2 separate regions of the Mus musculus genome follow, and region 2 is linked to region 1. Evidence: chromatin contacts called from public Hi-C data. All regions are on one chromosome and are shown on one strand. Each heading gives the region's core, a stretch centred on a gene start, on an enhancer-like site or on the middle of the called end of the contact. The rest is flanking DNA. Distances are from core to core; before and after follow the strand shown.

Evidence for each region. A called contact is a pair of places that touch in the nucleus more often than the background predicts.
Region 2: a contact with region 1 is called in a Hi-C map of the N1E-115 cell line, with 6 times the contacts expected there. The contact joins two enhancer-like sites. A contact is called at or near these places in 13 of 484 Hi-C or Micro-C datasets (B cells, CD8 T cells, the HPC-7 cell line and 9 more) and 1 of 115 datasets of contacts at active chromatin or transcription factors (astrocytes).

Annotation. Positions count from the first base shown.
Region 1 is chr7:117,554,884-117,557,583 of GRCm38.p6, reverse strand. All of the region lies in intron 3 of Xylt1 (xylosyltransferase 1), which reads right to left. Among named protein-coding and RNA genes, the nearest start is that of Xylt1, 180 kb to the right of the region's middle. Within about 2 kb of position 1,408, at least 10 of the 459 cell types and tissues checked have an H3K27ac peak or open chromatin away from gene starts, as enhancers often do. A contact at or near this core is called in the N1E-115 cell line, where this site is marked.
Region 2 is chr7:117,881,539-117,884,425 of GRCm38.p6, reverse strand. No RefSeq gene overlaps it. Among named protein-coding and RNA genes, the nearest start is that of Gm34822, 32 kb to the right of the region's middle. Within about 2 kb of position 1,610, at least 4 of the 459 cell types and tissues checked have an H3K27ac peak or open chromatin away from gene starts, as enhancers often do. A contact at or near this core is called in the N1E-115 cell line, where this site is marked.

The DNA.
Region 1 (2,700 bases), core at 159-2,658:
AAGCTACACTCAAGCCGTTTCCAGGCGTATAATTTGGGAGTGTCAAGTATATTCAGTACTGTACCATCAATTCCTAAAACTACCCATCTAGCAAACCTGAAATCCATACCCATTGAGGGGAAACAAACAAAACCCGAAGCAGCAAACAACAACAAGCAAACAACACTCCTCCTCCCGGGCAGAGCGTGTGTTGTGCTTCCTGTGTCCCCTGAGGACAGGAGCCAGAATAAATCTTTCAGTTGTTGTTTTCAGGCTCTTGTCACATCAACACAAAAGTAACTAACATAGCACCCTTGGGGACTGAGACCTGTGCCTGAGCCACCCATGGTAGGCAGCAAAGAGGTGTTGCCTTTGTGCCTTCAGAATGGCACTAATTGTGTTTATCTTCGGGAGACAGGAGAAAGCAGGCAACTTTCTAAAACCGAGTACGAGGTAGGGAATTGGCTCAGTGGAAAAGGGCAGCGAGCATGAAGGTCTGATTTCAGATCTCCAGAACTCCCGTAAAAAGCCAAGCACCGTTGTGTACAACCCCAGGGTGGAGGGTTGGGCAGAGAGAGAAAGATCGCTTGGCCGTCTAAGCCCAGGCTCAGTGAAAGACTCTGTAAAATAAGGCATAAGGCAGAGAAAGCAGGGCATCCGGTGTCCCCCAACAGGCACACACATAACACACACACACACTCAGACTTGTTCACATGCACACACTCAGATACACCTGTGCGCTCACACCTACACAGCCCACTCACGTGCATACACAAATGCCCATACACTAAATAAACAAAGGGAGACTCTGCCATCCTGCCCGTTGTCTTCCGACTTTGGTGGCGGGAAAGGTCCCCCGAGACAGGCGGTTGGCAACCTTCCAGTCACTCAGGCCTGTTTCTAAGTTGAGGTACATAGCACTCAGAGGTGAGCTATTAATTTGTGCTTTGTGACTCAGCCTCAATCTTGATTTAGGGCAACGGAAACTCTCCTCAAAATTGTGAAGAACAAATTAGTTTACTAATTTTGCCATTAAGAGCTGATCAGTGGGACACAGTTCCCACCGTCCTGTAATCAATCACCATTTTCCATGTTTATCTCCTATTCAATCTTTACTGTAGGGTTCTATACACATCAATTTGTCCCAATGCTCTTCCTACATATGTTTTAAATTACTTTATCATTGTATAAATTTCACAGCCATTAAAAAAGCTCTAATACTGGAGTGGCTGACATGGTGTTAAAAATTGGATTAAATTCCACAGGGTAATAAATTGTGACCTAAATCCAATCTCTCATGGGTGACTGAAGGATACAATGAAAAATTATTGCTTTGTCATGTCACACAAATGCAAATACGCTGAGCGACCAGAAAGTGACAGAGAAATGGGGCAGCCATAAGTCTGTTCCTTATCTAAAGCGACCGGCTAACTTTGAAGACCAGTCAGGGGGTCTCCGGTGGGATCGCCCCCCACCCCCACCCCCACCCTGGCCATCAGCAAGTGAATGGCCTGATGGGGTGAGCCTCTTGCAGCAGCTGGAAGGCACCACAGGCAGAACACTGCACAAGCTTCCGGCTTTTGTAGGTAGCAGAGCACATGACTAAGCCTCTGGCCATAGAACCCCTCGCCACTGAATCCTGACTCTGCCACTTGCTAACTGTGTGACTGTGGCCAGTTGTCTCTCTCCATGTGCCCTAATTTCCTGGATAACAGAGTTGGCAGGAGGAGCCACTGGGTTAACATAACTCACTTGCTAAGTATCATTCCTGGCAATCAGCCATCCCTGGAGCACTGCTAAGTGTGATCACAGGGTTCTGGACCCCTTGTGCATGAAGTTTGTGACCAGAAAGGCTCAGATTTCAGGGGTTTTTATATTTGAATTTTTTTTCCTAAACATAATGAGACAGTTTGTAGATGGGATTCAAGTCTAAACATGAAATTTATGCATAATTATTTACACTGTATGTATAATTTACACATATGCGTGAAGGTAATTTTATATGCTATTTTGAGAGTACCTGTTTTTGAATGCTGTCTCACAATGGGTCAAATTTGGCACGTTCCTCTTGGGAAGTGGGGTTGGTTATGCTCAGAATTAGGCAGACCTGAGCACCATGGCTCACACTGCAAGCTCAGCACTTAGGAAACCGAAACAGAAGAATCACAGGGCTTCAGGCCAGCCAGGGCTACAAAGTAATACCTTGTCTAAAAAAAAACAAAAACAAAAACAAAAAACAAAAACCAAAAAACCAAAAAACCAAAAAACCAAAAAACCAAAAAAACCAAAAAACAAATGTTGTATCTTGGAACATTTCAGATTTTGAATTTTTGGATTCGGTCTGCTCAATTTACGTCTATCTATTTGTTTAAGGACAAGAATTTATGTTGCTCAGACTTGTTTCAAACTCACCATGTATCCAAGGATGGCCATGAACTTCTGTCTTCGTACCTCCACTTCTGGAGTGCTGGAATTATAGGCCTGCTCCACCTTACCTAGTCTATTCAGTGCTAGGGCATGCTAGGTAAAGTATCGTACCCTTTGAGCTACTCCTCAGCCCCCTAGACTGTCTTATTTGAATTGCCATCCTAAGCAAAGCTAAGGCTTTCCCAAAGGTTCTGCTGCAGACCCAGATCTGCCAGCCCTTCCTGAAAGCTTCCAAAACCCAGCAACCACCAATCAAGGAATTGATCCTTATTGGGCCTGCAGGTGCAGGCCTGT
Region 2 (2,887 bases), core at 361-2,860, 330 kb before region 1:
AGAGACATTGGCACGCAACCTATTTTCCCTTTGTTCTTATAAAATATATATTATTTTTTCACTTAAAAGAAATATTTTATGGCTTCTCCTTGGGACGCCTGAGAGGACAACACCTATACTTTGACACAATTAGAAGTAAATAAGGATGATTTGGGCAACTTGAGCAAAAGTGCTGTCATACCGTGACAGTTGGTTTCATAATTCAAATGGCCACTCTGTGAGTGGGCAGGTAGCATACAGCGTGGATATCCTGGACCGATGGGAGAGCCACAGCCAGGAGAGATGGAGCTTGGCAGTTTGAGATTTTACCATGAGAATGTTTTACAGCTTAAAACGTTGTTGTTTTAGAAATTTCCACTTAAAATGTTCAAAACAAAACTGACCACAGGGAAACTAAATCCCAGAAAGAAAAGTCACTAAGGAGCAGGGCAGGGTGGGAGGAAGGGGCAGGAAGAAGGGGCTGCAGAACAGATTTTTGCCCTCAGCATCCACCAGTCGCCACCTTTCTAAGATGCTCTAGCTGATGGACAAAAGTTCCTCTGCATGGGCCATGTTTTACTTCTATTGACTTTAGTGGTTTTGTGTGTGTCCTAACATGTCATCCACTTCTCTGTCCTCTTACTTACCCAGCCATTACCACATAAGTACTGTGGTGATACAAAGCCGAATACAATAGTGGATTTTTTTTTTTTGTCACAGTCTTATGAGAGAACAGGCATGGTGTCAGTTTAATTTGGATCATAGCAATGGATACCCCACGGGGTCATTGTGAAGATGAAATGGGTAACACACCCAGACTTCTTGGCACAGTACACCACACCATAACAATAGTCAATCAATTGTTATTTTAATTATATTGCAGTAGATAACTTATAACATATCTTGGACAGGGATCAAACAGGACAATAGCATAGCTTTGTGGCTTCATTTCATACCAGGGGAAGAACTCTCTCGAGTGAGTAGACATTACAGGGGTCTGTAAGTTGGAGCTGCATAAGCATGCAGTGTTTAATTCTTAATGGTCTGGCTGTTGCTCTTGCCCTCAGATAACACTTCTTCCTTCTTCCCCCACCCCCCTGCTGCTATGAAGTTCTATTTTGACCTGCTTCTACTCTCATTAAAAAGTTAACACAAAGGAGTAGCCTACTGATTTTTTTCTATGTTCTTTTTTTTTTTAAATCAAATGAGAAAAGTACAAAACTCAGAATGTCTGTCAGGTGAAGTAAACCACACGGAATACCACTTTCAGCGTTTTGGAGAGCATTTCTTAGGGTATTCCATCATGAATCTCCCTGAAGCTGTGTCTTGCATTTTAGCTTTAAGTAACCGGGTTTATACACCCAATCAGTCCCTCCACAGAAGCACGGAGAAAGCAGATGCGTGGATGCGCGCTGGTTCGGTTGTGTGACCACCAGGTGGTGCTGTTTCTGAATTTATCAACTTCCTGTTCTTGGTGCTTCCCTGAAGAAATAAAGGGGTCCGAACTGCAATCCCCGCCCTATCCCCAGTTCAGGACCTGGGCCTCTCCCGTTCCTCTTGTCTAGGGCTGAAGGTGGATTGGCTTTGTCTTTAATTATAACCTCGGAAGGCGACAGAATCATGCCTGTTTTCTATTGTGGAAGACTGCCTCTGCTCTTAGAGAGTCAGGAGGGGTCTGACTGGTTGCTCCCCATATCCCTACCCTAGAGCTAGATGTGGAGATCTTTGCAGAAGGGGAGAGAGTCCCCCAACCTAAAGTTGTGTGCATATAAGACACAGAATACCTGGTACATCTCAGTGAAGAATAATGTACTTTGAGAGAAAATTAGGAGGGGAAAAATGTATGTTTTAAGAGAGATAAGATGGAAGAAATGCAAAATTTAACTTTAGCTTCAGTAATTGCTGACCGACTTTGTCTTAGCTGGCTGACCCCTCTGGGATTCACTGACCTATGTATTGGGAGTCAGCTTCTGGCTAGTTGGCATGCAAGATTATTTCCTGTTTTCGTTTCCTTGGGTGTGTGGAGGGGACCAGCTGTATGGTCAAACCGTGCCTAGCAATGAGTTCTGATGCACACTGTAGAGGCCTTGGAGATCATGAGTCCAGCACGCTCTGAGCAGGATATAGTCTGGGCCTCTTACCGAGCCACCTGCTTGCCTGCCAGGGCTATTGCAGGCTGTACCCATCCAGCCCATGCATCATTATTAGAGTCCCTTCATTGTGCTAATTGACACAGGATGAAAAATATCCAGCGAAGGAAACATCCAATGTGATTGCATGCATCCAGAGCAGGCTGGCAAATGGGAGAAACCCCTGTAAGCGCCAAGCGAGATTGACAGTGGGCCCAGGGATGTCTTGTAGGGTGAATGTTTCCTGATCCCAAGAGCCTGTTCAGACTGGAGATTGAGCAGAGAGGACAGTGAGGGAGAGAGGCTTGGTGGGGTCCTGTCTGAAGGGGCGGATCCCTGAAGAAACAGGAGAGAGCAAGTGGAGATGGAGAGGAGAGAAAAGGGGACTGATTTGTCACCTCCAAGCAACAGTGAAGATTGTCCCAGCCCACACCTTGCAGTCAGCTGAGTATCTTCTCAATCTGGTGTGATGGTTAGAGGAGACCATGGAAACCTGGGTCCACAGCTGTTCTTGGCTACTGAGGAACAGATTGTTCCCCAGGGGGGCATGCGGCAATGTAGGAAGACGCTTTTGGTTGTCATGGACCGTTTACTGGTGATACTGGTGGCATTGTTCCTCGATGGGGCATCAGGCAGTGGGCACAATAACTGACACTCTGAGTTATTTAGTTAAACCATGTTATTAAGTTGAAGTAGTACATTGTTGGCAACATGGCTCTGATTTGTTTTTTTCCTTTCCCACTAACTTGGCTATTGCAATGTCACTTTGAAGAACCTGT